2 separate regions of the Danio rerio genome follow, and region 2 is linked to region 1. The links are chromatin contacts, called in public Hi-C maps. All regions are on one chromosome and are shown on one strand. Each heading gives the region's core, a stretch centred on a gene start, on an enhancer-like site or on the middle of the called end of the contact. The rest is flanking DNA. Distances are from core to core; before and after follow the strand shown.

Region 1 (3,800 bases), core at 773-3,272:
CTATTTTGCCAAAAGAGCTACAGGTACATTCAGAGTCTTGCAATTTCAGTTCAGTGGAGATTTATGGTTCATCATTATTGTTTTTCATGTACAGCTTTCAAATAACATGAACACGTTTTTATTTTGCAGTAATTGAAACCTATTTATAGAGTCATTATCGTTAACAGAAGAATGAAGTGTATTTAAAATAATAATAATAATAATAATGCTGTCCATGTTTGTTATGTTTTTGCTCTTAGGAAATAGCAGATAAAGAAATCGCTGCTCTTCCTCGAGACAGTTGTCCCGTGCGCATTCGCAACAGGTGTGTGCTGACCTCACGTCCACGTGCAGTGAAACGCAGATGGCGTCTTAGCCGAATAGTTTTTCGTGATTTAGCAGACCACAGCCAGATGTCTGGAGTACAGAGATCAATGTGGTGATCAGCCATGACATTGTGTTTGTTCTACATCATTGTCATTCAGTGTGTGAGCTTTTCAACCTATGAATGAACTTGAGCTTGGTATGCCCTTGAAAGAGGAGATATTCATATTACATGAAAAGACGGAGCAGGAAATTCATCAAGCATCTACTCAAATGATGTGTTATTTCTCTGCTGAATTGATTTGAAATTTATATTGATGATTTTTTTTTGTCTTAGAGATTGATGGCAAATGTAATATGTTATGTTATTGTTGATACAATAAAAAAGGTGTAATGTGTTTTGTTTTGTGAGTTTATTTAAAGTTCAAGAGTATTAGATTCTATTGTTACTGTTTCTGTATTTGTGTAATACAAAAATAATCTTTTACTAATTTGGCATAATAAAATAAAAATACAAAAAGTATATATAAAAAGTTACATTTCAGCTATATAAAGAGTTTTAAATAATTTAATGATTTTTAAAATACAAATTCAATCACTAATTTTTGCACTCACACTTATTTACTTATATTGAGCAAGCGTTCGCTAATACGAAGCTTCAGTTAATCAAAGGGATGTCCGGACATGTTTCAAATGTTTCAAATTCTTAAAAATATGGTTGAAGTTATTAGTTAAAAGTTTAATTAAGGTAAATTCTCATTCATATAAACCCATAACCCAAACAAGTAAACATTTTAATTCAAATAATAATAATAATTAACACAAAATTATTTATTAGTGAGGTTTGAATAAATGTATGTATAATCCAAATGAAAGAAATCTATAAATAAACACAAATATATTAAAATTATTAGCAAATGCTATTAAGAAAATATAAATGAAAGAACTGAGTACAGTATTAAATAGAAATTATGTCGTCTAATAAAAAATAAAATTTATTAAATAATTTTGCGAATACTAAAATGGACCAATTTCTGTATATTTTAGATAATTCGATTTTTATACAAAAAACTTTTTTTAATGAATTAAAGATTTTATTATTCGTAGTGGATGATTTTTGAAGTTGACTTAACGCTGCTCAATAACACCCATTCTTGTTTTAGGTATACAAAATCTAATTATTTAAATTATACAGTAATTGGTCTATTATAGTATTTGCAAAATTATTTACTTAATAAATTTTAAGTTAGATTACATAATTTCTAAATTATTAGAAATTATGTAATCTAACTTAATATAATTTATTAAGTAAATATTTTTTCAAATACTATTATGGACCGATTACTGTATATTTTAGATCATTAGATTTTCTAAAATATAGAAAATTTTGAAAACTTTTTTGATTAACTTTAAATATTGCCTGCTGTGTTATTTTGCCTTCCATATTGCCCACTACGCTACATTGTACATTACGCTAAGAATCTTGTTTTGTGATACAGTAGGTGTGAAACTTGTAACACTGTAATTCATAAAATTACATTATCAAATAGAGTTTGTTACATTTTTATTGATTTTAATACTGTTATTGTAAATATATATTTCGTTGTCCGCTGGTGATTCACTAAAATAAGGACTTTTATTTTGTCAAAATGCGGAAATAGGAATTCTTCTAGAAACAGCGCTTCACGCATATCTGCGGACTCGCAGCGCCGGTTGAATGCAAAGTTCATTTTCATCACTTCAGGAAAACTATTTAAGATAATTAGTATACAGAAGTTTTTCCAAGACAGCAATGGACATCAATGAACTGGTAAACGGTCGCTTCTCAGTGTTTTACTCATTTTAGTAGAGTATTAGCAGTCCTGTAGGGTTTACGTTACTGTTTCACATTAAACCGCATAACGTTAGTGGCATTAAGTAACTTAGCTTATGAATGTGAATGGAACTGATGGTTTACCCTGATGATTTATTGGATGCTCTGTGAATACGCTGTGGATTATAAGATACGAAGAGCAGTTTTTTTATTATTATTTGATTCATCATTTCTCTGTAACGTAACATCAGTTCAATTTCCACTTGTTCAAATGCTGATTCTCCATATCATGAATTAGATTACTAACGTTACTAGTTTCAATTTCATGTTTTTAATATAAGTAATTGCATTTCCGCTAAAATATAAATTCTTCATGGCAACAATGACGTCATCTCTCGCAGATGTCTTATTTTTATTTTAGTTTCAAATATTTAAATAAATAAATAAAAATGTAAAAAGATTTTAGTTTCAACTAATAAAAAAAATGTCATTCCTGATACCAAGAACTGTATTTCCACTAGTTAAATGACATCATTTAGGCTCCTATTCAGATTTATTCTTAAAATTTCCTATGGATTAGTCTCTATTTCAGAAGTCACCACATCGGAATGAACCGTCAACTACTCCAGCGTATGTTTTCCTGTCGTAACCCAGTTATTGGAAGATATCAATACACACACACATACACACACACACACACACACACACACACTAATGCACTACGGACAATTTAGTTTATTCAATTCAACAAAAGTGGATGTCTTTGGACTGGGGGGTACACTGGAGCACTCGGAGGAAACCCACACCAACACAGAAAGAACATGCAAACTCCACACAGAAATGCTTACTGGCCCAGCCGGTACTCGAAATAGCGACATTCTTGCTGTGAGGCGACATTGTTAACCACTGCACTAAGCCACTTCTATTCAGATTCAATTGTTGAAATGAAGAATTGACAAATTGTAATATGAAACAACATTGTTATTGTTACTAGTAGAGTAGTTTTCCTATTGTAAAGAATCGGCATTTAACAAATGAAAAGTAATTGTTGATATTAAGAGCACATAGCATTGGAACGAGCAACCATAAAAGAGTTTGCCGTAGACGACTCTCTCTTGAGCTCGCCTGTGCTGAAATGAAAACTGATGTCAAATTTGTCTTGTTTCTGCAGATCGCAGGTCTCGAGAGTGATCTTAAGGAGATCACGAGTCTGCAGGAGAAGTGTGAACGACAGCGTGTGCGAGACATATTAACACAAGAGCAGAAGAAGATCGAGAAAGAGCTAGCACAGAAACGGCAGCAGAAACAGCAGCAAGAAAAGAAAGAGTCGGGAGACAAAACTGAAACAACAGTCAAAGGATACACAGTCAAAATTAACAATTATGGTATGTATGTTAATAATATATATTGTGATCACAGACATACATAGGTACTTTTGGCTATGCCCGCGGCATTTCAAACCACCAGGGGTTAATTCTTCCGATGTGGATTAATCAGTTAGCTAAAAATAAAAATCTGAAAAAATGTTTAAAAAGAATTTATAAGTGTTTAACTCTCCAGATCAAATTGTTTTTGTACTTTTTTTGTGACTAATATTTACATTTTAGGCAAGATACCAATATAGACCTTTTAGTTACATACTTTGAAATTAGAGAATTTCTGAGAGTGTATCATAATAGACATG
Region 2 (3,800 bases), core at 945-3,444, 130 kb after region 1:
AAACTTTCAGTCAGATGACTTTTTCCCTTTTAAATTAAGTATATCATAATTCACCAACAAATGTCCCTAGTTCCTCATAACCATTTTCCATTTTTCCGCTTCCTAGTTCCTCTCACTGAAAAGCATGTGTGAATGCTTAATGGATCAGTTTATACCAATACATCATTGATTTAAGTGTTCACTTTTCATTTAGAAGGGGGGAAAATTATGATTTCAAATTTTTGTGTATTTTGTTTTTTGATTATCATTTTCTGTGTTAGTCTTGCAATGTAATTTTAAAAATAAAAATAGACACAATTTACAGATTAATATGGATTTACAGTTGAAGTCAGAATTTTTAAAATATTTCTCAAATGATGTTTAACAGAGCAAGAAAATGTTCACAGTATGTCTCATAATATTTTTTCTTCTGGAGAAAGTTTTATTTCGGCTAGTTTAAATTTTTTTTAAAACCATTTTAAGGTCAAAATGATTTGCCCCTTGAAGCTTTTTTTTCGATAGTCTACAGATCAAACCATAGATATACAATAACTTGCCTAATTACCCTAACCTTTCAAGTTAACCTAATTAACCTAGTTAAGCCTTTAAATGTCACTTTAAGATGTATAGAACTGTCTTGAAAAATATCTAGTAAAATATTAAGTACTGTCATTATGGCAAAGAGAAAGTAAATCAGTTATTAGAAATGAGTTATTAAAACTATTATGTTTAGAAATATGTTTAAAAAATGTCCTCTCTATTAAACAGAAATTGGGGTAAAAAATAAGCAAGGGGGCTAATAATTCTGACATCAACTGTTTTTAATTACATTTATTTTAATACATTTATTTATTATATTTTACTTATTAATGATGTATGTAGTGTGTGTTTTCTTTTTTGTGGTAATAATCCAACAAAGTAATTGCATCTCAATAATACAGTAGTTTTTAGTTCCTAATTTGATAATTGAATTCATCTACATGCATAATTACATGTTGATGCTTATTTTGGTATTGCTAAACAGGCCTGTAGCCAGAGAGGGGGTTCAGGTGGATCCAGAGACCCAACCCTTTATTGACAAAGGTCCAGTATTTGTCCCATACATTAGCTTATTTGTCCTATATTGACTGTTATGCCATCATAAATGATCAAAATAACCCATTGAAAAAGGCTTTGAGACCTAAAGTAAGGCCTGCAAGAAAACTTTCACTGTATTGTTGTTAAATAGAGAAAACATTTAATTCTAAATCTTGGACCTTATTCTTGAAGGAAAAAATCCCAATAAAATGTTGTGATGCACAAAGAAGGACCAAATTAAAGTTACTTATAAAACTAGGCTATTGTTGTATCCATGAATTATTAAATGTACTTTATAAAGAGGCTTTATATCATTATTTATTTATTTTGTATTATTCACTTGGGTAAATTCTGACTGGGGAAAGTTGAATGTGCTGGCCAGTGTGTTATTTGCTTAACTGACAATAAGATACAGTTTTGAGTTAAAATTAACAGATTCCTATTTTTACCCTAGTGATATATGATTCATTCATTCATTCATTCATTTTCTTTTTGGTTTAGTCCCTTAATTAATCAGGGGTCGCCACAGCGTAATGAACTGCCAACTTATCCAGCATATGTTTTACGCAGCGGATGCCCTTCCAGATACAACCTATCACTGAGAAATGTTATATGATGTAATAAATTTGTATAAATATTTGTTTAAATATAAGTAGACTAATTGACTTTTCAATTTATTCTAAGTCTTTAGTAAATGTTTGGTACATAAAAAAGTGTGATCATCTGACAAACTCATTCATTCATTTTCTTGTCGTCTTAGTCCCTTTATTAATCTGGGGTCGCCACCGCGGAATGAACCGCCAACTTATCCAGCAAGTTTTTACGCAGCGAATGCCCTTCCAGCCGCAACCCATCTCTGGGCATCTGACAAACTAATCCAGCAAAAAAATTGTGCTTAAAAAGTATTTGAACCTAATAATTAAATAGAAAATAAGTCGAACAACTGCAAAAAGTGCACTTTTTGAGAAAAAAAAAGAACCAGCCCTTTCACCAGGCTGTCCAGGGGCCTGTTAAAATCTTCTCTCTATGCCAGCTATCATCAAGAGTCTCTGTGCTTCATACTTCATACAACAGCGACATCGAGTGGCGAATCAAAATAACAACATTTATTGCTAGCCTGTTGCCATAGAGACAGTTCACACACCACATCACTACTCTTCCGCCAGTCACAATGCGGTCAGCAGAGGAGAAAACTGTACTTTTATGTGCATTAGATGACGATTTAGAGGGACTTAAAGGTATTTTGGAACGCACGTTTACCGACGATGCTGCACAGTCAGAGAACATTTTGTGGGAAAAGGATGAAGTGGGAAGAAACGCGCTGTTTGCTGCGTGTATGATGGGACGGAGCGCCATAGTGCGCGAGCTCGTGCAGAATGGTGCTGCTGACGTCAACGAACTCACCGCGCGCGGTAATTAATAAGCGGGAAAGTGTGTTTTTTGCATCTCCCTGCAAAAGTAATTATAGAATAATTCGCACATTTTAAGGATGTTGTCACTGTATTCTCTGTGAGTGCTTATTGGGGCAATGCATAATGGAATGGGCAGCATTTGCTGGGGGGAATTGCTTCCACATACTTTCTTGACTAACAAAGTATAAAATAAGGGGGAAATAATCAAAGTAAGTTTTACCAGGCCTGGACACCATTTCATATGAAAATGTAAAAATTCCATATACATAGATCAAAGATTTAGCTTCCACACTTCTTTGTATTGTTTATGCAAAATATTTTAAAGAGTATATCCCATTGATCTTCTGTCCAATAACAAAATCTAATTTAAAAAAAATAGTGTCGGCGACACAGTGGCTCATTGGATACCACTGTCGCCTCACAGCAGGAAGGTTGCTGGTTTGAGTCCTGGCTGGGTCAGTTGACATTTCAGTGTGTAGCTTGCATGTTCTCCCGTGTTCGCTTGGGTTTCATTTCGGTTTCCCCCACAGTCCAAAGACATGTGATATAGGTGAACTGTATAAACTAAATGGCCATATGAGTGTGTATGGATTCTTAATTGCTGCTGGAAGGGCATCACCTGTAAAACATATGCTGGAAAAGTTGGTGGTTCTTTCCACTAAGGTGACCCCTTATGAATTAAGGGACTAATGGAAAGGAAAATTAATGGATGAAAAACAATGTCCTCTTTTCCCTTTAATGTAATTTCTAGTTATTTCTATTTTGTATTCATTCATTCATTTTCTTTTCGGCTTAGTCCCTTTATTAATCTGGGGTCGACACAGTGGAATGAACCGCCAACTTATCCAGCATATGTTTTAAGCAGTAGATACCCTTTCAGCTGCAACCCATCACTGGAAAACATCCATACACTCTCATTCACCAATTCATGTTTTTGGACTGTGGGGGAAACTGGAGCACCAGGATTTGATTTGGTCCACCATCCTATTTGGGAAGAGAGGAAGAATGGATGACTATCTTTGACAGAGATCATCATTTCAGAATTTGATTTATTGTTTTGTTTCGTAAATGAATCTGTTTTTTAAAAATGTAAATACTGTCACTCGACGGATAGAGAGCAATGCACAAGACATCAGTGAGCAAATCAAGACAAAGACAGTGCAGCTTAATGTATTCAGCTTTGAACTCCATTGTGTTAATAATGTTATTGTTCATGTTTTTACTGTAATAAGTTCATTATATATATTTTTTAAATATGCTACATCCGTTAATATAGTTAAAAAGCAATGTTTAGTAAGTTGATTTTTTAAATTAGGAAATTACTCATAAAAA

The links. A called contact is a pair of places that touch in the nucleus more often than the background predicts.
Region 2: a Hi-C map of hematopoietic stem cells shows a contact between it and region 1, with 6 times the contacts expected there. The contact joins the promoter of ankrd45 here to the promoter of cacybp in region 1. A contact is called at or near these places in 12 of 18 Hi-C or Micro-C datasets (caudal fin, embryo, fibroblasts and 4 more) and 3 of 4 datasets of contacts at active chromatin or transcription factors (caudal fin, embryo and gastrula embryo).

What each region holds. Positions count from the first base shown.
Region 1 is chr2:38,569,151-38,572,950 of GRCz12tu, forward strand. It overlaps cacybp (calcyclin binding protein), which reads left to right and starts at 2,023. Exons shown (of 6, transcript NM_212887.1): 1 at 2,023-2,113; 2 at 3,288-3,501. The coding sequence starts at 2,096. It overlaps mrps14 (mitochondrial ribosomal protein S14), which reads left to right. Exons shown (of 3, transcript NM_001045358.1): 2 at 1-23; 3 at 240-701. The coding sequence ends at 422.
Region 2 is chr2:38,701,502-38,705,301 of GRCz12tu, forward strand. ankrd45 (ankyrin repeat domain 45) reads left to right here and starts at 2,195. Exons shown (of 5, transcript NM_001020770.2): 1 at 2,195-2,468. The coding sequence starts at 2,228.